Linked DNA regions of Mus musculus: region 1 is linked to region 2. The links are chromatin contacts, called in public promoter capture Hi-C maps. All regions are on one chromosome and are shown on one strand. The core of a region is the stretch at or near the end of the contact, and the rest is flanking DNA. Distances in the headings are between cores, read along the strand shown.

The links. Promoter capture Hi-C pulls out the DNA fragments that hold promoters and counts their contacts.
Region 1: a promoter capture Hi-C map of liver shows a contact between it and region 2. The contact joins the enhancer-like site here to the promoter of Col27a1 in region 2. A contact is called at or near these places in 4 of 39 promoter capture datasets (3T3-L1-derived adipocytes, cranial neural crest and liver), 1 of 15 datasets of contacts at CTCF or cohesin (the NIH/3T3 cell line), 18 of 484 Hi-C or Micro-C datasets (the AML12 cell line, the HL-1 cell line, brain and 7 more), 10 of 115 datasets of contacts at active chromatin or transcription factors (the 230-238 cell line, the NIH/3T3 cell line, embryonic fibroblasts and 6 more) and 2 of 9 other capture datasets (adipose tissue and liver).

The regions. Positions count from the first base shown.
Region 1 is chr4:63,250,212-63,255,996 of GRCm38.p6, reverse strand. Col27a1 (collagen, type XXVII, alpha 1) reads right to left here. Exons shown (of 61, transcript NM_025685.3): 8 at 2,309-2,353; 9 at 1,655-1,708; 10 at 1,256-1,300. Among named protein-coding and RNA genes, the nearest start is that of Mir455, 3.7 kb to the left of the region's middle. Within about 2 kb of position 4,241, at least 11 of the 459 cell types and tissues checked have an H3K27ac peak or open chromatin away from gene starts, as enhancers often do. A contact at or near this core is called in liver, where this site is marked.
Region 2 is chr4:63,212,615-63,218,614 of GRCm38.p6, reverse strand. It overlaps Col27a1 (collagen, type XXVII, alpha 1), which reads right to left and starts at 3,203. Exons shown (of 61, transcript NM_025685.3): 1 at 2,734-3,203. The coding sequence starts at 2,789.

The DNA of each region.
Region 1 (5,785 bases), core at 2,992-5,491, 36 kb before region 2:
TCTTATAGAATGTTTTGAGTTTATTATTTCTTATTGAGTTGGGCTGAATCCATAGCTATCTATCCTAGGACAAATGCAGCCCACAAGCTACGGACTGGACACATGATTACATTATCGCATCCTTACAACGCTCCTGGTAGGGGTTATTAAAATTCGCTACAGCTGAGAACATCTAGGCCCAGAGAGGTAAGATGATCTTCCCATGGCCACACAGCTGTAGCATAGCAGAACTGGTCTCTGAATTCAAGCTCTGTGGTTCCTAGGCCCACACCCCTAACCAGTGCGCCATGAACACACAATTGAGGAAGACTGGTACCAGCTCTTCTTCCCCAAATACCTCAGTAACCAGCTTGATCAGCAACCACCATCTTAACCACTATACCCTGCCTCTTCCATATAGAATTCATGGCTTGTGTTCACAGATGAGTGTCCTTGGAGAAGCCTAGTGACCATCTGGGGTCAGTGACAGAGTCAGAGACTGGGGTGTCTTAGTCAGTCATGCAGACTCCAAGGCTGGTGTGGGTAGTACTCCTTCACACACAAGAGAAAGAAGAGGAAGGTGATTGCCTTGGACTCTGGGTGCTCTCTTCAGATTCTAGATATTCCCTCTGAGGCCACTACTCATGGGAGCCTCAGGAGAGAGACCCAGAATCCCAGAACAAGAGTGGCCCTGACCCTGCATGCCATGTAATGTCCAAGGGACCTTGCCTTCCCATGTTGTGCCCACCCTCGTAACTGCTAGACTGCTACAGAGATTAAGGCCAGTAATGGGTCCATATTGGCCCCCCAACCTACTATACTATACTATAATATAATATAATATAATATAATGTAATATATATAATATAGCTTTGGCTCGGAAGAGGATATGTCACTGAGGACCTGCCCAGATTGACGGCCATGTGATCTACTTGCTGCTGAGCATTTCTTGAGAAGCAGCAGGCCTGACTTCAGGAGTCCAGTCTTAGCAGCATCCTGGCATGCATCATCAATAGAGCCACCCATGCCCACAGAGACCCACGTCGATTGTCTTCTACCTCCGTCTCCCTACTCAGCATACCCAGAACCTTCGCTGTCTCCTTTCTGGGAGAGCCCATGTGGAGTGCCTCCTTGGCAGTTCAAGGTAGATGGAGTTCAGTGGTTGTCAGGCCCTAGCCCACAGTCTCTCATATCCCTGATCTCCCATCAACCCATAGAGCGCCCAGTGATGTCTATGCATGTGCCACCTGGGTGGGACTAGCCAAAAAGCACTTACCCTGCTGCCTTTGGGGCCAGGGTCTCCTACAGGTCCAGGGAACCCCTGAAACAGAAATATGGGGGGCGAGGACATATGGAGACGCCCTCCCTGCTGCCAATGTCCCAGGGCCAGTCTTATCTTGGGCTTCAGCTGTCCTTAGAAACATCCATGGTATGGGTTGAACCAGAGGTGACTCAGGGCAAGACTGGAGAGGAGTCTTGGGAACCCCTTCTCTAAGCCCTAGTTCTCCTGTAGAACCTCTGAGCCTGCAGCATTGTGGCCAGGTCTAGTCCCTGGCCAGCCCTTTCCTTAGGGTCTGCCCCCAGGGGCAGTTTATTGGCCCCAGCCCACATCCTCCCTCTCCTTGGGGCACTGTGGCCACCACCATGGGCAGGGCTTCCAGAGCATATACTGCACCTGCCTGCCAGGGTAACCTTTGGCCCCTGGACTGCCCTCAGGTCCTGGCTGCCCCTGCGAAGGAACAAGAGAAATGTTAGGAAAGGTGAGGCCCTTTCTAGCTCAGTCAGGGTCCTGGGGTTGGGGAGGGTACCTACAGTGGACAAGGAGGAGGCAAGAATGTGAGGCAAAGGGGGAAAGACATCAAGCCGTGTGTGCTGGGCCCCAAGCCCACCTCTCTTGAAACTGTTCAGACCAGCTCTTGGGACAAATCTTTCTGCTCCAGGCTCAAAATAAGAAAGCACAGATGAGGGCTGGCTGGATGTTCCCTGGCAGGGCTGCTGTTTGAGTTGGGCCAGGAGGCCAGAATTCCTGCAAACCCCAAGGCGAATGGAAGGGATAATATCGCCTAACATTGCCGGGGACAGGCCAGCTATTCATGGCTCTAACCAGAGTCCAGGGGCTTCTGCCAGCCCTGGGCTGGGCTCGCAGTACAGACACTGGCTCTTCTAAGAGAGCGTGGCTGACTGGGGAAGGGCGGGGGTGATGGTCAGGGGAAGTCCTAAGGCCTTGTTCTGGGGTTCCAGGGAAGGGAGTCCAGGGAGGAGGCTGGTACCAAGCAGGAACTGGAAGAAGGAAAATCAGGCAGTACAGTGCAGTGCAGGCAGGCCTCACCTGTTCTCCAGGGTGCCCTGCTGCTCCAGGATGGCCCTTGTGTCCCTGTGGGGGTGAAGAATTGTCATCAGGCAATAGGCTTTATGGTAGGGATATGGTACACACTTCCTGCATGGATGCAGGCCAGATGGAGTTCACTGAATCCTCTGGAGTCATCTTTTGTTAGAGCAGAGGATGGGGGTGGAGTGAGAGACTATGACCCAGTGGTCCACATCCCAGCCTTGCCTTGGAAGTTCAGAAAGTTGGAGGCAGTCAGGAACAGGAGCAAAGGGTCTGTCACATAAGGAACAGGGACAAGGGCGATCTGGAACACACACGGTATCTGCCACTCCAGTTCATGTACCATGACCATATCACCTAGAGACACAGCCTCTTTCCTTGCTGGCTCTGCTCCTATTCCAAGGAGAAGAAGGCTGCCCAGATGCTCAGTGGCAGCCTTGACTCTTCATCTTCATTCAGTGACACCAGGCTGCCGCCTGGCAGGCCTCTCACACCAGGGCTCTGTTTAGGAGAGACACTGCCCCTGACTTACGGTGCATGTTTGAGTGTGTGATCGTCAACCTTCTGTGGACCTCTAACGGGGGATTTGAAACTCTGAGGCCCCTTAGGTTCTGTTATCTTCTAACTCTAAGTTCTAGGGCCCCTGAGAGTCTATGACAAGGGATAGTAAGTCAATCAGCACAGGCCCTGGACAGCCGGCCATATGGAGATCATGGTTGACATAAGTCCCTACGCCACCTCATTTCTTTCTGTTTTGTTTCTCTTTTCTGTCCCCTTCTTTTTTTTCCTCCCTTCCTCCCTCCCTCCCTCCCTCCCTCCCTTCCTTCCATCCATCCTTCCTTCCTTCCTTTCTTCTTTTATTTTAAGAGAGAGTCCCATGCAGCCCAGGCCGGCCTCCAACTCCCCATGTAGCCAAGGATGGCACTGGCCACCTGCTCCTCCTACCTTCACTTCCCAGGCCTTCACTTACAGGCCTGTACCACCACAGCTGGTTTATGTGATGCTGGGAGTCAAACCCAGGACTCTAGCATGCTTGACACTCTACCAGCTGATCCTTCATCCCAGCCCCCTAACGCACTTGCTCTACAGACACATAAACACAGCCTCACACAGGTGTCCGTCAGCATCCTGGATGCATAGGAAGTCGCAGTCTTCATTACAAACAGAAGAATCTGTCTTAGGGAGGGGGCTCGGGAAGTTCGCCAGCATTTCTTCAGAATCGTCTCATGCCAAGAGAGACTACCACCCACGAAACACATCTTACTCTAGATCAAGAGCTGCCCCTAGGAAAAAATCCCCCACTGGGTCACAAGTAGGCAAGGTGATCCCCAGACTACAGCAAGCAGCTAGACAAAAGGATCTCCGCTCTTATTACAGATCGATTTGGATTCCAGGACTGTTTGCCTTCGGGCTGGCTATGTGGCCAGAGACAATGACTCTTTGAACTTTGATTTCCTCAGAAATTATAAAATGGGCAGGAAGAGCCAATGCCTGGGTGGCATGATCTGCGTAGGAAGCACAAATCGTGGTGTCTGGCACTGAATTCAGCAACCTTAGAAACACCAGCTACGGTTGTTACTATGGCTTTCATTTCTCATTCATTCATTCACTCACTCAACAAACAGTGATGGAGTGTGCGTGGGCCAGCAGGTTTTTCCTCATGGGAAAAAGGAGCCAGGCAACATGCTTTGCCTCGAGAATTTACATTCCTCGAAAGGAACTAGAAAGAAATGAAGTAGAAAAGGCAAGCGTAGGTGGTGGGAGGCAGGAGATGCAGTGCAATGAGCAGCGGGAGTCTGCTTTGCAAGATGAATATGTTCCGGGGATCAGTTGCTCAACAATCAATCGCTCGATTGTGCTGAACACCATCACCAGTGCACTGAGAAATGGTTTGAAATGGCAAATCTGATGCTACGGCTTGTTGCCACGAACAAATAAAGTCAGGGTACAGAGGACAGCATGCCTGGGGAGGGGTGGTGACTCCAGGGACAGCCAAGGGATGGCTGATGGGGGAAGGTAGACAGACCTGGAGGTAGCATCCTGAAAAGTGGAACAGAGGGTACAGAAGCCCCAGGGCAGAGATGCTGAGAAGCGAGCTGAGAAGCACAAGAAGGCCTATGTAACTGCAAAAGAACAGATAAGGGCAGTGGGCAGAGAGGCAGATGGAGGTCAGAGCCGTCGACTGAAGCTGTGTCAGGAAACCCTAGGGACAAGGGGACAGGGCATGACAGGATACGAGGAGGAACAAGCTGAGGCCCTTTTCTCCCACAGAAGCATCAAGGTGAGCCATGCGCTCTTGCTGCGAGATCGAACCCCGGCAATTACCTCTCTGAACTCACTCTGCCAAGCTTTGCTTGCCTAGAGGATCACTGTAAACAGCCCAGAGTCTCGGGGACCAAGAACAACAATGGGGGCAGTGTGAGGCAGGAGCCTCTAGCACCCCAAGACTCCTGAAAACCAATCCACAGCATCGCTCTCCCCTAAAGAAAAGGGATGTGTTCAGTTAAATCCCAGATGAGGTTTAAGCAAACCTATGCTCAGGAAAGAGCTGGAAGGAAGTGAATCACAGAACCCACCATGCCTAACCCCGTGCCTTAAGCATGCGTGCTCACTAACACCCTGGATCACTTCTAAGAGATAGGTACCACTTGGTACACTTACAGTGAGGAAAAGGAGGCTCAAAGAGGTTAGGGGCCATCCTGAAGCCACACAGCTTTCATGAGAGAGTGTGTGGATTATGGCCCAAAATCTTTCAGATGTTAACCATCAATCACTGTGGTTGGGACTAGCCCAGAAGAAAGGTCCCCTTAAAGATGCATCTCCCTGAGACAGAGCCATTTTGGTCATGGCAACATCCTAGGGCAAAGGTCAGTAGCAGAATAATGAAGTTCCCACATTGGATAAGACCGAAGTCACCATTTTGGCCATCTCTTGCTTCACTGGACTGACAAGAGACTGAGGTTCCAGGAGAAGATAGGCTGTCAGGAAGCTGAGGCCAAGGTTAGACCATTCTCTAGACTTTAGAACTGTGGGATGGACTGAGCTGTCTCAATAGTGAACTCCAGAGGGCCTTGAATGTGACTGTGAACATGAGCTTCTAAATCCGGTGGGAACACAGTCAAGGTGGGAGGTGGGGTGCGGAGGGGGCTGCCTGGAAGCCCCTTCAACAGTGTTTACCAAACAGTTTTAAATCACAGGGCTGGGGACATGAGGCTCTTAAACCATTATCTTCTCTTGGCCCTGGCAATTACAGGGGCCAGCCATCCCACAAGGTGGCCCCAGGGCAGTGATTTCCTGTGTGTGGATGAAGGGTGCCAGGTGGGCCGAGGGAGGCAGAGGAGCCACAGAAGAGCTGGGGCCGTGGTTGCCTGGCAGGCGGGCCTCCGCAGGCCCCGTGTTTATAATACAGCACGCTCTCTATTTTGGTTTGGGAGCCAGATTAATCACTGCTTACAGAGCACAAGGAGGAACCAGACA
Region 2 (6,000 bases), core at 1,954-4,453:
AAACTTCATAGTATCCAGTACACCTCAGTTAGAGAAGGACCTCGAAGATCCCGAGGGGCGAGATTCTATGCCTAGCCATCTTTTTGAAGAGATGGTTAACAAGAGCCCAGAGAGAAGGGACTAGCCCAAAGCCACACAGCCAGTCAAAACAAGCCTACATTTTATTTGTTTTCCCTAGAGGAGAAAGTGAATACTTTTAGAGACTTGCTACTTGCTGGGGACCAGAGTTTCAGCTTTCTCAGTAGGATTGGAGATGCAACCAGGAGCCCTGGAGCCATCTATGTGAGTAAGCTCCAGCCTGGAAAGTTGGCTGCAGAAGGAAGGAGGCCCGGCAGTGTGACTACTGTTCGAGTGCTGTTTAGGCTACTGTTAATAATGCTGGTGGCTTCACCGGCTCGCGGGCAGGCTTTGCTCTCCCTGGCTTCTGTTTTCATTACAGCTTCACAGACCTTGGCTTGGCTATGGAGGGGCTCCAAGGTATCTGAAAGATCAATTCATAAGGACAGCTCCCAGATGTGAGCCACGAAGGACACAACTTCTTCTGACCATGTAACCCTCCAGGGAGTAGCCAGGGTTGTTCCTGTTCAGAGACTCAGCTAGAAGCTGCCTTCTATCTGTGTGGCTTTCCCTTCCTACTGGTTTCCTGGAAACACTGGAGACTCAGAAATCCACCCCAGATTCAGCATTCAGGGAGGCCCAAGGTCCCCCCAAGCCCAGAAGACATAGGAACCTCGGAGGATGGCAGATGTGTGGATGCTGTCCCCAGTTGCTCTACCACAGACTGAGTGATGCCAGGGCTGGCTGGGAAGGGCGTGAGTCTGTCCCCGTCCCACCTGCCTCTGTGGCCTCATCAGACCCTGTGTACCCAAGACAGCCACACCCAGGTCCTTCTCCACACCTTCCACCTCCTCCATGGGAACACACACACACACACACACACACACACACACACATAGGTCATCTGTCTGGACAGGATACGGTCCAGAACTTTCCCATTGACTCACACTCATTCACAAAGCAGCAAGCACTGATACAAATAGCAGCTGTGGTTTACTGAACATTTACTCTACGCTTCCTGGGCACGCTTCTTTAACTTTCACAAATGCTTGCCAGCTGGGAGGGCTGGAGCTCACCTTGGTGATGTAAAAAGGAGAAGCAGAGAGGTGGCAGGCCTGGCCAAGCACACACTCCAGTATAGAGGACTTGAATTCAAGCTGCCTGTTGCTAGGTTCCTATGCTCTGCTCCAAAGTCTGCTTTCCACTGAAGTGAGTGAGCCCAGAACTGGCTCCTCTGCATGTCAGACCAGGCCAGACCATGGAGACATTTAGAAGGTCCCTGGGCACTGAGATCAGAAAAAAGAAACTGCCAACAAGATATCAGGGGAGTATGTTGGGCTACAAGCAGAGACAAGGGAAGGCATGGATTATAGGCTACTTCAACGAAGATCCCAGAGCCCAGTGTTCACCCAAGAGCAACAGGGCATATGGTTGCCCAGGAGGGAGGACTTCTCAATGTAGAAGCAAGGAAGGGCAAGAAGGAGCCAGGGTAGGGCAAAGAAGCCGAGGTGGGTAGATGCTTGAGGATGTACGGCCAGAAGGGCAGGCAGGCTTTGGTACTGCTTGCCTTCCTCAAACTTTGGCCCCGTTGAGGCAGGGGGTGCTCTTTGGCACCACCACACTGCCCAACCGCTGGCATCTGCCCTGGCACAGGGTCTCCCGGAGAAAATGAGTCACCAATGTGCTCACTAGTGCCCTGTGTATACGAATGCGTGTGGTGGGGGGTGTGGGGGAATCTCAAACAGCCAGCTTTTTCCAAGACATGGAAAAGAAGGGGGGCGCCTCATCACCCTGGCTCCAGCTCAAAGGGGCGTTTCTTGAGAGGGTGGGCGGTACTATAACTCTGGCCAACCTCTTCTGGGAGCCCTAGAGTACCAGCAAGATGGAAAGGCAAGCCTTGTGCCTGAGATATAGTCCACAGGGCCCCTCTGGACCGCGTTCTCCCACACACACCCACACATAGTGACTGAATCCCTCACTCTTACAACTTCTGCACAAGCTGGGAATCCCAACTGTGGGGTGCCCCTGTGTGCGGGGGCCCCGCCCTGGAGATTCCCGGCCCCTCTCTGGCCACGGTTCCCTCATCTGTACAAGGAGGTTGGACTTGGTGATCTCCCAGGGCCTTTCCGCTCCCACAAGCTGGCTCTCACCCCTTGCTTACTCAGGAGAGGGACAGGAACTGCAGGCTTCCCGGGAGAAGCTGGGAAGTTTGAGGTACGCAGACCCAAGAAGACACATTCACACAGGCAGAGAGGTTAGGAAATGCAGGAACGTGCAGAACCCGAGGCCGAGCCAGGAACAGACACCCGGACCTGACGACCGACAAACTTGATTCACAGGACAGTGGAACTAAAGCCATGCAAGCCCGCGACCTGCAGACACCGAGACTCCCTCCTCCGGCCCCTGCCCCCTGCCTGCCACTCTGAGCACTGCCACTAGACCCCTCTTGGGATCGCTGGTCTGGCTCTGCGCGGACCCTCCCTTGCTGGTCCTAGTCTCAAAAGAGCTCGGCCTGGGGTGCACAGCCCCTGTTAACCCCTGGCGTCCCGCCTGGCGGGAAGCTACAGGAAGCTGACGTTACTCTGCGAGCGTCTGGTGCGGCAGGGAACCCCAGACTCTTGTGCACATCCGAGGTTCAGGAAGCTGAATCGGGGGCAACCCTGGGATTGTACTCACCCCCCGGGTCCTGACGCCGCTGTGCCTCGGGCCCCCCGCGCGAATCCCGTGCCCATGGCAGGCCCCTACTTCATGCTGCGGAGCCCGGGGGGCAAGTGTGGGCGCGCCCCATGGGGCCGCCAGCCCCCCGCCGCGCCGCGCCAGGCCGGCTCAAAGCGCGCTGCCGGCGCACCCCCAGCCCAGTCCTGCGCCCAGGGGCGCCGGAGCAGACGGACAGCACGGCCCCAGCCCGGCGGTCGCCCGCGCCAGGCCCATGGTCCCAGGACTGCCGGAGCCGCGCTCGCCCCTGCCTCGCTCTTTTTCTGCTTCCACCGAAAAGGAAGAAGCAAGAAAAGGCAGGGAGAGAGAGATGATCAAACTTTTGGAGGCGGGCCGCTAGCGGTCTCTGGAGGCAGAGCAAGGCCGGGAGAGCGCGCGCGGAGGGCGGTGGAAGCTGCCTCCCCGCCGGCCTGGGGGAGGAGAGGAAAAGGAAGGATTTGGGGGAAATGAAGGCGATTTAAAGTCTCGGCCCGCCGCAGCTCTCCACCTTCTTCTCCTCCCCGCGCCGGGCCGCCCTCTGCTGCCAACTGCTGCCCCCTGCCGGACGCAGCAAGGGATGCAGCATCGGTTGCCTCGCGCGACCGTCCACCTATCCATCCTGAGGGGGACATCCCACCCCCAGATCTCAAAACAGACTCATGAAAAAGAACCTCCTCCTGGCTACTCATGGATCTATCACAATTGAGATTAGGAATTTACGATTAATGACACTAAGGATCCTCGATAGCGGGCGGTGGGGGAGGAAGGGGGAAAATTCTACTCCTGAGAGGATCCTAGAGATGCAGAAACACAGTTGGGACCTTGACTTGGCATCTACATTTCCACGACAACCATCTGTCTTAACTCCCAACTCTTAGCAGAAACTCTTGCACCCTAGAGCTCCGTGGAAGACCGCTGTGGGTAAGCGTGCTGAATGTGTTCGGCCTTTCTGCATTTTCTCCGACCAGAGACTCCCCGGAATCCCACGCGGCACCCTCTGACACCCAGGCAGATTCTCAAACTCACGAGCACGGCTCAGCCCTGAGACTAAATCTCTAGCTTCTGGCCTCTACAAGGCGATTCATACCACACTCCCGCACACACACTCCCGCAGGCACACTCCAAACACTCACACTCATTCACACGCAGACACAGCCACGCACTGTACTGAACTTCCGCGAAACACCTTTGGATGTCTGGATTCCTGGCGATCTCAGACGCTACGCTCCCAGAGGCAGCCACCCGAGTGCTCACACCCGCACAAAATGCACATGCACAGCGCACACACTCCCACATGCACAGTCCATGCAGCTCCCCGAGTGCACACTCCCCGCTTGCACACGACCCTCTGCGAATGGCAACCACAGGCGTGCATACAGGACCTGCACCCTCTATTGCACATGCATCCACCTTTGCGCACTCCAAACGCCCAGAGCTCCGTGAGTCCCAGGGCACTTACTGGGTCCCCAAGTGTGACGCTGGCCGGTCGGTTCTTAGGCGGGTGCCTAACGGCATCTGTGGTCATGGGTCCCCGCAGCCCCGGGCGCGGGGGCGGGGGTGCAGTCCCCTTCCCTAAAGGCGCACAGGGCGCGACGGCGCCGGGAGGAGCATGGGAGCGCGGGCCTGCGCCACCGGCCCGGTCCCCCTGCGCTGCAGCCGCGGCCACTCCGCGTGCTCCGGCTCCAGCTCGAGCTCCGGGTGCGGGGGGTGGCTCATAGGTGCTGAGGCCGCGACAGACGCCGGCCCTTTTGAAGTCTCCGCTGGGGGCGGAGAGGGGGGCGCTGAAGGCGGCCTTTTAAATCGAGGCTGCACGCGGGCACCGTCAAGCAAGGTGTCTGGTTTCAGCAAACTTTCGGAAAAGTCCCAAGTCGGAGTGGGGGAGGGCTCCGCCGAGCTGTACGAGGCATCCTGCAGGGGGCAGAGCACCCGGGGCTGCTGGGGCCCCCCGCGCACCCCCCCCCCCCCCGCCTCCAGTCTGAGTGCTTCACCTTCCTTCACAAGAACACCCGATGCTCTGCACTGATTGCCCGTGTCTGTGCCTGAGAAAGGGCCGCGGGTCTTTCTCGAATTTTCCTAAGTTCACAGCTTCGAAGGTAAAGTATTCCCTGCCCAATCACAGCTGCTGTGTGTTTCTGAGCTGCATACTTTGTGCCAGGCACATCCTGTCTTTATTTACATTTTTTTGGTATTTCGTTCATGGGTTGTTTTTTTTTTTTTTTTCCTTCTTTTTTATTTTTTGCCTTAGAGGCTTTTAAAGGCATTGCATTTAAGTGTTGGGTATCTCTCTTACTTTGTTTGGCACTCTTCGATATTTATCTCCATTACTGAGGGACTTGGTGACCAGTAATATTTTGCATCTTTTCTCTTCCACACTGAGGGCCTCTATGCTACAGGAAAAGAGATATGCGATTATCTACGCTGGAGAGAAGGTTGATCACGCTGGTAAGTGGTACAAGGGCCACTGAACTCAGTGCCAGACTCTCAAGACTTGTGTCACTTCTTCCTTCTTGCTTCTTCCTTCTTGCCCATTGCTGCTGTCAAACATTCCTTTGTCCTTCTTCAGCACTCACCTGATGTAGCTGCTCCACTCACAGCCACACTTATCCGCACATCACAGTGCTGTCACTGTCCTGATGCCTCTATAACCCCATCGCCAGCCTGGAATCTGGGACATAATCAGTGCTCCAAATATTCCAGCCCAAAGAAGCTGTAAAACAAAAGGGGGATAGGGCTCCTACAGTATGCAAGCCTCTGCTTGGGAAGTGAGCCACTGTTAATGGATAGGGACAAAGAAATTACACGTGATTCTGAACACATATAAACTGTAACACAAATCAGAAAGAGCAACTTAGGGTAGAGAGGCACATCTGGATGGGTGACTCCACTCTCACTTTATCATGAACTATTCCTGTTCTTGTCCTCTGCCAATAGTACAAAGATAACAGAGATAATAAAGGAAGACTGTGATAGGGGCTTTTAACGAAACACATGGATCAATCGAATTGTCAAGCTGACTCAGAGGATAACTAGAATCCCAGGAATGTACCCAGGAGGAGGTGGTGTTTAGAACCTGAAGGATGTTAGCTATGCCTATAGCTGTGGAGAAAGGATATCTTCCATGGAAGAATCATAGGAACGTATGGTGGGTTGCAGACTGGCCTTGAAAACTGTGTGTGGCAAAGAAAATAAAGTCTCCAGGTCTCTCCCCTGTGAGGACGCAGGTGTCCAGGCAAGAAGACACTTCCTCAA